5 separate regions of the Mus musculus genome follow, and regions 1, 2, 3 and 4 are each linked to region 5. Evidence: chromatin contacts called from public HiChIP or PLAC-seq and promoter capture Hi-C data. All regions are on one chromosome and are shown on one strand. The core of a region is the stretch at or near the end of the contact, and the rest is flanking DNA. Distances in the headings are between cores, read along the strand shown.

Evidence for each region. Promoter capture Hi-C pulls out the DNA fragments that hold promoters and counts their contacts. HiChIP or PLAC-seq counts read pairs in DNA pulled down with a chosen protein or histone mark.
Region 1: a contact with region 5 is called in a promoter capture Hi-C map of liver, with 5 times the contacts expected there. The contact joins the enhancer-like site here to the promoter of Pdgfra in region 5. A contact is called at or near these places in 18 of 39 promoter capture datasets (3T3-L1-derived adipocytes, the C10 cell line, HPC-7-derived erythroid cells and 13 more), 4 of 15 datasets of contacts at CTCF or cohesin (the NIH/3T3 cell line, embryonic stem cells, large pre-B cells and 1 more), 5 of 484 Hi-C or Micro-C datasets (the C3H10T1/2 cell line, gonadal supporting cells, uterus and 1 more), 19 of 115 datasets of contacts at active chromatin or transcription factors (the NIH/3T3 cell line, craniofacial prominence, embryonic basal ganglia and 14 more) and 3 of 9 other capture datasets (embryonic stem cells, liver and macrophages).
Region 2: a contact with region 5 is called in an H3K4me3 HiChIP or PLAC-seq map of stem cell-derived neural progenitor cells, with 20 read pairs. The contact joins the enhancer-like site here to the promoter of Pdgfra in region 5. A contact is called at or near these places in 8 of 39 promoter capture datasets (3T3-L1-derived adipocytes, HPC-7-derived erythroid cells, Sertoli cells and 5 more), 2 of 15 datasets of contacts at CTCF or cohesin (the NIH/3T3 cell line and large pre-B cells), 15 of 115 datasets of contacts at active chromatin or transcription factors (the NIH/3T3 cell line, craniofacial prominence, embryonic basal ganglia and 11 more) and 2 of 9 other capture datasets (embryonic stem cells and macrophages).
Region 3: a contact with region 5 is called in an H3K4me3 HiChIP or PLAC-seq map of embryonic limb bud, with 7 times the contacts expected there. The contact joins the enhancer-like site here to the promoter of Pdgfra in region 5. A contact is called at or near these places in 25 of 39 promoter capture datasets (the 3T3-L1 cell line, 3T3-L1-derived adipocytes, the C10 cell line and 14 more), 4 of 15 datasets of contacts at CTCF or cohesin (the NIH/3T3 cell line, large pre-B cells, pro-B cells and 1 more), 51 of 484 Hi-C or Micro-C datasets (3T3-L1-derived adipocytes, the HL-1 cell line, the HPC-7 cell line and 30 more), 22 of 115 datasets of contacts at active chromatin or transcription factors (the NIH/3T3 cell line, bone marrow-derived dendritic cells, craniofacial prominence and 13 more) and 5 of 9 other capture datasets (adipose tissue, embryonic stem cells, liver and 2 more).
Region 4: an H3K4me3 HiChIP or PLAC-seq map of embryonic limb bud shows a contact between it and region 5, with 7 times the contacts expected there. The contact joins the enhancer-like site here to the promoter of Pdgfra in region 5. A contact is called at or near these places in 12 of 39 promoter capture datasets (the 3T3-L1 cell line, 3T3-L1-derived adipocytes, the C10 cell line and 6 more), 2 of 15 datasets of contacts at CTCF or cohesin (large pre-B cells and stem cell-derived epiblast-like cells), 3 of 484 Hi-C or Micro-C datasets (the C10 cell line, palatal mesenchyme and uterus), 13 of 115 datasets of contacts at active chromatin or transcription factors (craniofacial prominence, embryonic basal ganglia, embryonic forebrain and 9 more) and 3 of 9 other capture datasets (adipose tissue, liver and macrophages).

Annotation. Positions count from the first base shown.
Region 1 is chr5:74,553,483-74,556,182 of GRCm38.p6, forward strand. All of the region lies in intron 8 of Fip1l1 (FIP1 like 1 (S. cerevisiae)), which reads left to right. Among named protein-coding and RNA genes, the nearest start is that of Fip1l1, 19 kb to the left of the region's middle. Within about 2 kb of position 1,304, at least 1 of the 459 cell types and tissues checked has an H3K27ac peak or open chromatin away from gene starts, as enhancers often do.
Region 2 is chr5:74,480,904-74,483,603 of GRCm38.p6, forward strand. Scfd2 (Sec1 family domain containing 2) reads right to left here. Exons shown (of 9, transcript NM_001114660.2): 3 at 1,247-1,374. Among named protein-coding and RNA genes, the nearest start is that of Scfd2, 49 kb to the right of the region's middle. Within about 2 kb of position 1,323, at least 31 of the 459 cell types and tissues checked have an H3K27ac peak or open chromatin away from gene starts, as enhancers often do. A contact at or near this core is called in oligodendrocyte precursor cells, stem cell-derived neural progenitor cells and trophoblast stem cells, where this site is marked.
Region 3 is chr5:74,591,952-74,594,651 of GRCm38.p6, forward strand. Fip1l1 (FIP1 like 1 (S. cerevisiae)) reads left to right here. Exons shown (of 18, transcript NM_001159573.2): 16 at 1-42. It also overlaps a transcript of Lnx1 not described here. Among named protein-coding and RNA genes, the nearest start is that of Gm32304, 54 kb to the right of the region's middle. Within about 2 kb of position 1,425, at least 9 of the 459 cell types and tissues checked have an H3K27ac peak or open chromatin away from gene starts, as enhancers often do. A contact at or near this core is called in craniofacial prominence and embryonic limb bud, where this site is marked.
Region 4 is chr5:74,387,129-74,389,828 of GRCm38.p6, forward strand. The region is part of intron 5 of Scfd2 (Sec1 family domain containing 2); the gene reads right to left. Among named protein-coding and RNA genes, the nearest start is that of Gm32064, 72 kb to the left of the region's middle. Within about 2 kb of position 1,278, at least 37 of the 459 cell types and tissues checked have an H3K27ac peak or open chromatin away from gene starts, as enhancers often do. A contact at or near this core is called in adipose tissue, craniofacial prominence, embryonic limb bud and 2 more, where this site is marked.
Region 5 is chr5:75,150,834-75,153,533 of GRCm38.p6, forward strand. It overlaps Pdgfra (platelet derived growth factor receptor, alpha polypeptide), which reads left to right and starts at 1,418. Exons shown (of 23, transcript NM_011058.3): 1 at 1,418-1,624.

The DNA.
Region 1 (2,700 bases), core at 54-2,553, 600 kb before region 5:
CCCCATATCCCAACAGGATCTGTATGTTTTAAATTAATTTGCTTTTAGTAAGCAGTAGAACTCCTTTTTCAATAACCTCAGGGTTTTTTTTTTTCCTCCAGAAAAAAGAAGTGTAATCATTTTCTTTGAGTGATATATAAATTCATTTAGGAAAGTACTGTAGTGAGCATGTTACTGAGTGTGTACACGTTAAAGCCATGGCGTAAGAAGCATGATGACAAACATGTTTCAGGGCATGCATAACTCATGGACATGGAATGTATATTCAAAGGTTGCAGTTCAGATGGAAGAAACTCTAGGCATGTTCATCATGCATCTTAAAGCTGTAACTGAAGATAAATAAAGGCTGAAAATAAAAAAAGGTGTGTTAAAATAGGAGTTTGCCCCTACAATTCCCCACCTGATAATGTTAATGACACCTGTTCCTCCACGCCAGGGCCCTTTTTATTTCTAGACATATCCTTTCTTGTTTCCTTCTTTCTTTATTTATTTATTTTTATTAGGTATTTTCTTCATTTACATTTCTAATGCTATCCCCAAAAGTCCCCCATACCCTCCCCCCCCTCCCCCACCCACTCCCACTTCTTGGGCCTGACCTCCCCTGTACTGAGGCATATAAAGTTTGCAAGACCAATGAGCCTCTCTTTCCACTGATGGCCGACTAGGCCATCTTCTGATTCATATGCAGCTAAAGACACGAGCTCTGGGGGTTACTGGTTAGTTCATATTGTTGATAAACGCATTTTTAAGGCCTAATTAATTATAGGTAGGTGCCATCGGATAAAAACCAATAGCTAGTTAATAGAGATCTGCCTCTTTTTAAGTTAGTAAATACTTAGCTTTATTTTATTAAAAATTTATTTAATGATAATTTTTAATATCTTGACTTATAATTAATTAATTCCCCCTTTCCACTCTTTCCTCTAACCCCTCCCACAATCCTTATTCTCAAATACATGGCCTCTTTTTTAAAAAGTTTTGTTTTATGCACAACACACACACACACACGTTCCTAAATATAATCCACTCTGTGTGTATTACTAGTGTGCATATGGCCTCAGAGCTGATTATTTGGCAATGGATAACTAGTTATGGGGCTCTTCTTTATTATTATTTGGTAATGGATAACTAGTTATGGGGCTCTTTGGAAAGACCATTTCTCCCACTCAGCATTTCCCAGTTGCCCATAATTCTTAGGCTGAGGGTTGAAGCTCCTTGAGCTTCTTCCCTTCTGTGTTGACATGGCCATTGGGATGGTCATTGGTTAAGTCTTGTTTGGGCAGCCACGTCGATAAGCCTGGCATTTCTAGGAGACATAGTTTCACTACAAACTTCCTGTTCTCTGGCTCTTTCTGCCCCTCTCTTTCCCTCAATGATCCTCAAGCTTTGCGTGCAGGAATTCTATTGCTGTATCAAGTGGGACTGAGTACCACGTGACTTTTGCTTATTGCATTTGAACTGTTGTGATGTCTATAATTGCTGTTGCTGAAGAAGTTTCTTTGAAAGGGGGTGAACTACACTTCTCTCTGGGCATGAGAACAAATATCAGTACTATATCAACTATACTACAGGTCAGGCCTCATGACCAGAAGTTGACTAATACAAAATGGTCTACATGTTTTTTGGAGCGCATTTTTGTCTTGGTATTTTTGTCTTCAGGAGTTGTTTGTTTGCTTGTTTGTTTTTGTTAGGATAGAGTTAGAATGTAGTTAGGAATTATGCTTACTTAGTAAAGTGAAGGTCTCCTCCAAGACTGGCTTTATTTCCAGTAGCAGCTGTTGTTTTCCTCTTGGTGACCAGGCTTTAACTCCACCTGGACAGCTGTGGGCTACAGCCATGGTTTACGTGCTGCTGCTGCACCTTACAGTCCTCCTGCCATGCAGGTTGTTGCTGTGATACGTGGGCATCATAGCTGGCCAGGACTAGTCTTTGCTTCCCTCCAGTGGCTTTGGAGTTAGCGTAAAGAGGGAGAGGTAGTAAGGAGACTGGCGACTGATTCCCAGTGCCTGGGTACGCAGATCTGGCATGATGGGTGCTGGCTGGTTCTAGTGATAAGTTATGGATGTGCAGGGGCAGATTTTCTTCTCATACAATATATAGTGGAACATATTCACTCTTCCAATTAACTCCAAGACCATCCTACTCACCCAACTTCATGTTCTGTTTCTTTCTCCCCTTTATCTTAACAAATGAATAAAACTCCTAAAGATAAAAATGCCAAAACAAAAATGTATACCAAAGAACATGTAATCCATGTTGGTCAGCTTCTGGTCGTGATACACCCAGTGACACTCCACTGGAGAAGAGTGATTTTCCTTTTCTCAGCAGCCGTCAGCTGTAGACAGCTGCTTGGTTATGGGTGGGACTTTATGTTCACTTTATGTTCCCTTTCTGTGCTGGGATTTGCCTGGTTTGAATTTGTGCTGGTCTTATGCATGATCTCACATTCTCCATGAGTTCATGTGCGCATCAGTCCTGTTCTGTCTGGATGATGTTCTTGGAATCATTTATGACCTTTGACTCTTACAGAGCCAGCTCTTTGTGTTTCTTTTTCTTCTGCATAGGTTCCTGAGCCTTGAGGGAACAGGTTTGATAAAGACATCCCATTTAAGGATGAATGCTCCAAAGTCTCTTACTCTCTGCACATTTTTCATTCGTGGGTCTCTGTGTTAGTTCCCATTTACTGCAGCAAGCTTCTCT
Region 2 (2,700 bases), core at 73-2,572, 670 kb before region 5:
GCACATATATGTATACAGGTGCTAATGTAGTCAAACATGCATGCACATAAATATATACATACCACACACAAGTACACATGTTAAAAACAATAAAGAGAAAGAAGAAAAGCAAGCAGGGACAGGACAGTTCACAGTTTTTTACTGTGGGATGGCAACCCCATCCTTCCACTTGATGCCCTGTCTTTCTACTGGAGGTGGGCTCTACAAGTTCCCTCTCCCCACTGTAGGGCATTTCACCTAAGGTCCCTCCCTTTGAGTCCTGAGTGTCTCTCACCTCCCAGGTCTCTGGTACAAGAGGGTCCCTCCATCTCCTACCTCCCGAGGTTGCCTGTTTCCATTCTTTCTGCTGGCACTCGGGGCTTCAGTCCTGTCCCTCTAATACTTGGTCATGTTCCCCTTTTCCCCTCCCAGAACCCTCCCTCCCTCTGCCCACTGTGATTGCTTTCCCCTCCTTCCAAAGTGGGATTGAAGCATCTTCACTTGGGCCCTGGAGAAGAGATTGAGGGAAAGGAGGTTCAGTGACCAGTCCAAATTGAGATCTAGCTCAAGGGGAGGCTCCAAGGCCTGACACTATTACTGATGCTATGGTGAGCTTACAGACAGGAGCCTAACATGGCTGCCCTCTGAAAGGCCCAACAAGCAGCTGAAAAACTCAGATGCAAACACTTACACTCGAGCAATGGACAGAAGCCGGGGACCCCTCTGGTTGAATTAGGGAAAGGCTGGAAGAAGCTGAGGAGGAGGGAAACCCCAGAGGAAGACAGCAGTCTCTACTAACCTGGACCCCTGAGATCTCTCAGACACTGAGCCACCAACCAGGCAGCGTACACCAGCTGATATGAGGCCCCTGACACATATGCAACAGAGAACTGGTCTTGCCTCAGTGGGAGAAGTACCACCTAACCCTTGAAAGACTCGAGGCTCCAGGGAGGAGGGAGACCTGGTGGGGTAGAATGGGGGGGTGGGCATTGGGGACAACCTCATAGAGATGGGGGAGGAGGAATGGGATGAGGAACTGTGGGAGGGCAGAACGGGGGCAGGGGGATAACGACTGGACTGTAAAAACGATTAAAGATAATTTCATCTTTACTTTTTAAAAAAGGAAGCAGGCAAAAGAGAGAAGACAGAAAGGTAGGAAGGCAAGAAGCGGAATGAATAGACAGACACCAGGGCAATATCAAAGCTGCAGCTTTGCTTCTTTTGAAAACAGGATTTCTGGGCTGCCTCCGCAGAGGCAGGGGCTTACCCATACTCATCTTGATGGGCAGGTTCTCTCTGCTGGCTGCTTCCACTAGATGTCTCCGAACTTCCATCACTGCCTCTTTGTGCTTGGAGTTCAGTAAGGCTTCCCACAGGGCCTTGGCTGAGGCCTCACTGCAGTGGAAACACATACAGCTTAGAGTAAATTCCTACTGGGAAATAGGAGCACTAATACCATCATTGCCACTGGGAAGTATTAACTTGATACAGGGTGTCTAATTCATTTAATGGGCAGGATATTAAGGAATTAAGGGGACAACAAACTCAGGATAAAGGGGAGAAGAAAGGCTACATTGTTCCATGAAAGTATGAGAAAATTATGTATTAGATATATTTTTGGAGACTTTTCATTTGAAAGTAGTTAACAATGCAACTCATTGCTAAAGAAACATGAATGTCAGAAAAGCCAAAATTAAATGTAAGGCTAAAACCAACATATCAATAGTGTCAACTTGACATAGCATACTGTGTGAGAGGCACAGAGAAATCCTCACTGAGAATTCTTGTACAGATTGTCAATGTACTTCCTAACAAGCAGACTTCCTGGTGAGTAAGAATGAGGGCTTGCACTCGGTGGCAGGCACTGAAGTATTCCACTCCAGGCATTCAGCAGGAAGGATGGCCCTTAGGGAAGCCTTTACAATCATCTGTTGATAGCAGCCCAAGCACTGCATTATGCAGGGTCTCATCTGGGTTCATTTCCCAGTAGCTCTCTGTCTCATCTGCCATGTCGTGTCCCTGTTATAAATGAGCACAGTGTTCTTCCCGGAAGGCAGCGGCCACAAAGCCAAGTATACGCATTTGTAATAACGTTTTCAAAGCTCAATATAAAGGAAACAAGGGTGACTTTGTCCTTTCCTAAGGACATCTTCCACCTAAAAAGCCCCACCAACACTAAGCACTCAATAAAGAGTAATAGCTCTTTATCAGCTACTCTTACATGTGAAGTCATATCTTTAAACTCAAAACTACAGCTTCTCTGATGGCTAGCTTAGCTACCAACTTGTCAGACTGAGGAATACATAAAAAATCAGTAAAGCACATTTCTCCATGTCTGAGAGGATGTTCCCAGAGGGAAGTCCTGACCTGCCTGTGGACTCCACTGTCGAATATGTTGGGCGCTGGGCAGAAGTAGAAATTAAAGAAGCAGGGAAGGCTTCGAGCCTGGGCTTGACGCTGTGTGGGCATTCTGATGCGTTTGCCGCTGCTTACAGGCAGTAGGCTCTACACACAGCCTTTGAGTGCTCACTCAGAGCTTTACAGGGAGCTTCTAAGACTCCAGCCTAGGCCCGGAGCTAAACCTTGCCTCTAACCTCCTCCCCACCTTATTCCGAGGCATCCAGCTTCTTCAATGGAGGGAGCAGCTCCCTCTAGCTTCTAGCTGCCCACAGTTATTGTAGAACTCCAAGTCTACAACTGTAGAAGTCTTTTTCTAATCAT
Region 3 (2,700 bases), core at 175-2,674, 560 kb before region 5:
GCGAGAGCGCGACCACAGCCCCACCCCAAGTGTTTTCAACAGGTTTGTTGGGTGTGCGGGGCCTTGAGCGCACTTCATTTTTACTCAGTTTTATTTGATGTGAGGAGATGAATTCCAGTTCACCTGGGAAAGGAGTATTCAAGGTGTGGTTAGAAAAGCCATTTTGAAATCATACTCATTTTGTTCTTGAGGATTCCAAGTACTGTAAGCAGCAATTTTCACACCATGTTGTTCACTTGGCCTTTAAAGGAAGTTTATATCCCCTCACAGGTTTCCTTCTTATCACCTAAACATGATTTCTCAGTGATTGCTTATAGTTAGGCCACATGAAGAATCGAGTACCTGCAGAGCCATGTACTCTTCAAGCTAGTTTCGATCCTGTGTTAGATAAGTTTAATTAGTTGGTAATTCATATACAGTCCTAATATATATTGTTTTCAAATAAAATTTCCACTTTATGTATTGTGAGTTAAAAAATACTGATTTACTGATTGTCCCATTTATTTGTTTTTTAATGTTTCATTCATGTGAGTGACATTTTGAGTCCTGTTCTGAGCCAGAAATAGTGCTGTTTCCTAAAATACATAAATATTCATACATTGTCTTTACACATTAAATTCATAGAACTGTTAAGCTGACTCAGTCAAAGAGTGTATGACAAAGGACTAGAAAAGATGATGAAAATACTTTTCTCCCACCCTGTTTTCTCATGACTTGACACATAGTAGATATTTAATACAACTTTATTGATCAAATAGGTAAATGACAGTATGGCATGTACATGTAAGTGGGACAGACAGTGCTGGCTACAGCCACCGACACGCACCGTTCTGCTTATGTTCAAGGGCAGGAGTTTTTTCAGGAAGTTGTCTAGTTTCCAATGTGGTTGAAATGTACCTCTGAAGTAGCATATTGTCTGTAAAATGTATGTGTCACAGTCAAGGATCTTAGTGCAGAAATGCATTGGAAGAAGATCTTGCATCGCACACCGGATGCACACACGCACAGGGGCTGCTGACTTTCTGCTGAATTGGAAAATGTTAGTGGTTAAACCATGTGTTCATTTTCAGGTTGCTGAGTTTTAAGGCATTACTTAAATTTAAGAAAAAGCTTGAGGCCAGAAAAGCAGAAAGTAGAGGAGTTCTCTGTTCTGACTTGTCCTAGGAAAATTGTACTAGGAAATACTCATGGGAAGTAAAAGCTGTTTCTAAAGACTGACAAAAATATTCTAAAAGCAAAACATACATAGTATGTGTCGCATTACAAATTACAGGGTCACTGTTTTGAAAATTAGAGAGCAGTTTTAACATCTGTTTTTAAGGCAGTTTAATTGAGGGCCAGAAAGAAGACTGGTTGCTATAGGATGTTAGAAAATGTGTTCTAATGAGTTCCAGGCCTGGAGTGACCTTTGCACTATGGCGTGTATCAGAAGGGATGGGGCGCGGCTGCTGTTTTCATGAAGGGCCGACTCCCCAGCACGTGACGGCCTACAGCATTCAAGGAAAAGAGGGGCTACACATAATGAGTTGTGCAGTAACTGGCCTTCCGTATTTTATGCAAGCTTAGTTGGAGTCATTACAAAGAAAACCTCATTTGTTGATGGACTTAGTTATAATATCCACTTGTCTCTGTACTGGTTTTTGTTTTTTGTTTTTACCTTGGAGAGAATTATTAGAGCCCCAGAAACCTTTATAGGAAATACTCTGCTTCTGAAAATGTAAGCACTAAACTCCTTGAAGAATTCCATGTCTTTATACTGTGCTGTGTGCACATGCTCATCCCCTGGAGCCCCTGAGAGCCCAGAGGACAACTCGCAGGGGTCAATTCTATCCTCTACAATATGAAGACTGAGGATCAAACTTGGGTGCCACCTGCAGCAAGTACCGTTCCCCACTGATGTCCTTTCAGGGCAAGAATTCCAACCACTGACTGCTTACTCTCACACCACGCACTTTATAAACATTCCTGTTGGTCTCAAGGAAACCTTGAAAAGATTGACAGTTACAGATGAGAAGCCTTGAGGTCTAAAGGAGTGAAGTTCAGCATTCCTGGGGCTCAGCCTTAGGTCATGCTGCACATGTATGTGCACACTGCCGCTTTGCACTGCCTGTCAATAGTATGGCTGTACAGTCTTAATATATCCCAGTCATTATTTGGGCAGCAGTGTGTTCTGGCACTGTAAATATCATTACTGACCACTCCTTTTGCTAGGTGGTCACAGGCAGGTTTGTTCTTCTCTACAGCGTATGCTTTCCCCTGAGCCTGTTATTCCCAGGCAGATTCTTGAACATCTTGTAGCTGCATACAAATTCCTAATTATTTTTTAAAACTAAAGCTTTTGACAGTATTCTAAAAGATGTTTATTTTAAATAACAGAATTGTCTAATACTGGGTTTTAAAATCTTGAATTTTGTGTCAGGAACAAAAAAGGGAAAAGCCCCGCATGGTAGTACATGTGTGTAATCCCCAGAAAATAAGCTGTAATTTGTATGCATGCATTTGAAGTTTTTAGCCACATGTCATCATTAATGTACATAGTAGGCAGGGACAGAGACAGGTGCGGGTGAGGTAGCTGAGATATACAGGTTGTATGGTCTGTGTGGGGATGCAGGTGTCGATGGCTTGCTTTCCTTCATGTTTATTATTCTGCACGTGATGCAAGTTGTACTGTGTCTGCTGGTAAAAAGCAAACACTTAAAA
Region 4 (2,700 bases), core at 28-2,527, 760 kb before region 5:
CTATTCTTTGGGCACCATCCTGTCATCCAAATCAGAGACTCTCCTGATCTTGCCCCACATTTGTACTTTTGCAAAGTTACAGGAAACTTTGAGACAGAATCAGAGCTTCCTTCTTTGTTAGTCTTTCACCATTCAGTTACCATTAACAAGAGCCTATTATGTGCCTGCAGATAAGATTTGCACTTGAGGTACAGGGATTTGCAGAACCCACAGAGTTTATGGCCTAGAAGTGAATGCCAGATACTATTGAAATTATTATACAGCTATATAATAAACTATGCTTGCATTAAAACCCACAGTCAGATGGGGTGCACTGAGGTAATCTGGAGGGTTGAGGAAGGTGGACCTCAGGCTCTGTGGTTTGGAATGAGCTCTAAAGGGGTTAACTGTGCTGCCCTGGGAAAGTAGTTCAAGAGCCTCTGGTATAAAGGGAGTATAACACATTTAAGTAAGCACATGGCCTGTGGTAGAGACACAGAGAATGAAAGAAGAAAAGGGCCCCAGAGGGAGGCAATCATGGAAAATGATACTCCACAGCTCTGCAAGGCCCAGGACCAAGGGGTGTGCCACGGAGTCCAGACATAGAGGGAGCCATGGGTGTGGCACACTAGTTAGAAGCTGTTTGAGGCTCCTCCCTACCCTGGAGAATAATGACCCAAATTTTTTTCAGTCCTTTTGCTGTTCTATTATTTTAGGAAAAATGTTGATAATTTTTTCCACTGTCAAATAGAAAAAACAAGAGTCAACCAAACCCCCAAATATGGTGCTGGGTATATAGCTCAGTAGAGGAATGTTGACTAGCACAATCAAGGTCCTAAGCTTGGTGCTCACCCTGGGTGAGGGTAGGGAAGTCTATACAGATACTTTCATCCTCAGACATATTTTCCTGATTTTTTTCACATGTTAAATCTGTGAAAAAATAATTTGGGCATGATTTGGCTCAAGCAAGAACTGACAAGATAATAACAATAAGGATAGCTAAGAGTGGGCTAGTGCTAGTTTCCGTTGCACGTGCACCACCCAAAAACCTCCGACACACACAGCCCCAGATGGCTTCTGTTCTGCTGGAGGCTGAGGATGGCTGTCCAGACTCCTAACAGCTCCCACACCTCCAGCCTGGTACCTGGCAATCCCGCCCCTCTGAAATGCTATAACCACCCCTAGTCAAAAGCCATTACAAATGCCTGTTTCTAAAGAAGCCTGTGCTCGGCACAGATGATGTCATTCTTGTCTGGATTCCTGTTCCCTTGGAGAACAACTTGAAATAATCAAGAGACGTGTGCTAACTCCCCAAGCCCCCAGTCACTGAGATGCTCTGTCTGCTTTCTGAGTTCTCTCTGAGAGGAGTGAGATGAGTAACAAGAAAAGTTAAAAAGGTGCTGGCAGGACAGAGATTAATTTTAAAAATTATTAAAAATACAATTACACACTATATGGAGACCAGTGTCTGGGAACACGATATAAAGCACTCTGCATTTATTAATTATGAACAAGCATGCTACTTTACTTCTTACAAACCAAGGAGGGGATGGAACCAGCAGCTGTAACTGTAGTCCAGTGTTTGGTTTCCACACTCATAAAAACGAGATGCATTCCCAGCCAAAAAGTATCCAAACACATTTAATGGGGAAGGACTCTCAAATCCTACACCACTATATGAAAATCCTACACCACTATATGAAAAGAATTGTTCAGATTAAACTATTTGTCTTTACCAGCACAACACAGATAAAAAATGAAGTGTCCTCTCATTTCAGTGAATTGCTTGGATAAAACCTCAGCTTCTAAAACCTAACACATGAACTCTTGTTGCATTAGAAAATGTAAATTGCTAATGAGCACTGCTCCATATCAGTTTCCTGTTCCAGTTGGCTCTCTGTCAGCTTGGCAACAAATCAAGAGCCTGAAGAAGAGGTGCAGCCATGTGTTTTGCTTTAAAAAATAAAAGGAATAAAAAAGGGGGAGGGGGCTTCATTTTATACATGCCTCAGTGAAAATCACCACCCCGCTTGGGACCAGTTCAGTCCAGGTGCCATGGACAGAATAAACAGGCAACACACGTAGACAGACAAAGTCAGCCTCTATAAAAATTATATTTCTGCTTACATTTATAGTTATGTTTCAAAACACAGTATCACTGTGCTTGCACACACATACACATGTGTGCGCTCTTTTTGGTGTCCAACTTGTTAGTCTTTCATTTTCCCATCATCAAATGAGTCTCAGCCTAGAATCTGTTATATCCCTTTCTTATCCACCCACCCACCCATCGATCCATCCATCTAACTTGGCCTATCTATCTATCTATCTATCTATCTATCTATCTATCATCTGTCCATCTAGCTTATTAAACGGCATCAAAGCAGGTACTGATTGAAATAATTCCTAAAACTAACGCCAAGCATGGTGGCACAGGCTCCTGATCCTAGCACTCAGCAGACTGAGACTGGAAAAACATGAGTTTAAGGGTAGCCTGGGCTACATAGTGAGTTCCCTCTTTGCCACATTTTTAGGCTAAAATGTTTTTACCTCAATGTTTTTCTTCACTATCAGGATCCTAATAATCTCTTTGGGGGCTAAAGGGTCCTCCTTACTCACTAATCAAGAGCAGCTTTTCTCTGAAGGAGTATTGCCTCCTAGAACTGAGGACATAAATATTAAGGCACTAATATTCTCAAGATCTTCCTTCACAACATCACT
Region 5 (2,700 bases), core at 168-2,667:
GAGCAGGGCAGTCACCCGAGCTGAAGATACACCAGAGGCGGGCGTGCAGAAGGGCGGAGGAGAATTGGGGCTCTCAGCCCAGCTCCAGGCATCCTCTTCCCGAGCCTGATATCCCCACGGTCGGTCCTGTCCCATTTAGGGACAGCACTCGGCATTTCGGGGAAACCTCTGTGATTTACGCCAGAGCCTCAGGTCCACTATAGTGGTGAAATAACCGATGGTTATTCGACGTTTTGTTATCAACCTGGTCACCTTGTCCATTTTAATTTTGATGTGTGAGATGGAGGTGGTGGTGGTGGTGGTGGTGGTGGTGGTGGTGGTGGTGGTGGTGGTGGAGATAGAGGACTTCTCACACCCCCCCCCCCACACACACACACCAAAAGCATTCAAAAATAGAGCGCAAGTCGAAGGCCCTCCCTTCCCCCACCCGCTCCGGGAAGTCCCGCTTCGCCCAGGTTTGGTTCCTGGAGTGTCAGCGCCCCCTTTCCCTCGCCAGCAGGATCGCCGTGTCCCAACTGTCTCTCGCTGGGTGTCTTGGGTTCCCTGGTTTGTGGCTCAAACGTCCTGAAAGCTTTCCTAGGGTACGTCGCGTGCGACCCACTCGGAAGGGTGGAATTTAGGAGGATAAAAATCCTTCTGCCATCAAGATGCAGAGGGCAGGCATTTGGTAGTCACGCCTAGCCTGAGCGTTTTCATATGAAGATAGAAGAAGCGAGGACCAGATAACCCCCGAAAACAAAGGCAGGACCAGATAAGTGGCTCCGAAGGGATAAAGGTCGTTCTTTCCTTCTTCCGGAGAACATCCCAAAGGTACGCCGAGCAACCGTTATTTGCACACCGCCTCACAATCCAGCCTTTCAAAAACCCATCATCTTCCTATTAGACTCCACAGTTTCCTAATCCCATTAAAGGATTAGCAACTACACGGCACTTTCCCTTAAGACCCCCAGTTCAAAACGACGCAGCCGCGTTAGAATTTCTCCCCAGGGCCATATTTCTAGCGAGGCCCAGACTGTCTATAGAAAGGATAATTTGAATTCTAGATTTATATTCGTTTTAGAAATGAGCAGCAATTTTACGTGTATTTTCTTTTCGAAGAGAATACAAAACAATAGCACCCCCACCCCCAAATTGGGAAGTCAACTCATTTTGGAAATGATGGCTGTTTGTAGTTTCCTGAAACCTCTTTCCCGGCAGAACGTCAACACCTCCCCCTTCGGCCCCCCACCCCACCCCATCTGGTTTGCTCCCCCCTCCTCGTTGTTGTTGAAGTCTGGGGGTTGGGACTGGCCCCCCTGATTGCATAAGAGCAAAAAGCAAAGAAGAGGTCTTGAGCCTGAGAGAGTCAGAGAGCAAGGAGTCCTAGGGAAACTTTTATTTTGAAGAGACCAAGGGGGGGGGGGACTTCATTTCCTGACAGCTATTTACTTTAAGCAAATGATTAGTTTTTGGAGGACGGACTATAACATTGAATCAATTACAAAATGCGGGTTTTGAGCCCATTACTGTTGGAGCTTGAGGGAGAGAAACAAACGGAGGAGCTGCGGGGAAGGACTGGAAGCTTGGGGCTTACTTTTCACTCCGGGTATCGGATTTTCTTTGCAAATTGACATAGAAGGAGAAGGTAAGGGAGAGGAAAAAGTGACTTTTGTTTCTCAAGAAGGTCCCTGATCATAACTTGGGGCTGCAAGAAGCTAAGTAACTTCAAATTTTGGGCAACGAGGAAAACAAAAACAAAACAGCTGAGTTCAGTGGTGTGTCCAGAAAGTAACTTATTCTGAATAAACTTCACTGGAATGGGGGGTGTGGGGGGGTAACCATTAGAGAGTCAAAGATAAAAAAAAAAAAAGAAAAAGAAAAAGAAAATGAAAAAAAATCCAGACCTATTTTTAAAAGCAATGTTTTTTTTTTTTTCCCTACACAATCCTATAGCCTTCCAAAGAAATTGTTAGGCTTACATTTTTGAGGTTTTCCTCCAGGGTGGGGGTGGCGTTCGTGCTTACTGGGACGAACACCAAGTAACATTGGGGGGGTGGAAGCCGCGGCGCTTGGCCTCTTGGCAGTGGGTCACGGAAGAGGACAGGTTTTTAATGAGTATTTTCATTCGTCGCCCGCGGTTTGGCGGGACTACGCTGTAGCGGGTGGTGCGGCGCGAAGCTTGGGGAGGGGGCGCACCAGGAGAAGTGTGTGTGTGGAGGGGAAAGGGGCGCCGAGTGGGGCGCGGGAAAGCGCTAAGAAAAAAGGGAGGTGTGAAGGGCTCGGCTGGAGGAGGTCGGACCTCGGATGCCGGCCGGGCACACTCGGCGCCAGTCGAGCCCTCGTAATTACTGGACGGCGCTGCTGTTGGAAACATCTGGGGCCAGACTTGAGCGCGGCGGTGGCGGCTGCAGCACCGTGAGAGGGGCGCGCGGGCGAGGGGCGCAGCTCCAAGGGTTCCGGAGAGATTGGAGCGAATTACTTGGGTGCTAGAAGCCTCGGGCGGAATCCGCAGTGCGCTGGGATCGTGCGCCTCTCACTCCAGCGACGGAGGCAGCGGCGGCAGCGGCGGCGCGGACGAGCGATCTGGAATAATGACAAACACATTTGGCCTCGAGTGAAGAAGTCGTCCTGGCCTCGCATTCCAGCAACTGGGATTTGAGGAATTTCAAACTGCACTCCGAGGGGCCCTCATTGTGCTCCGTAGTCCCCACCCCCACTCGG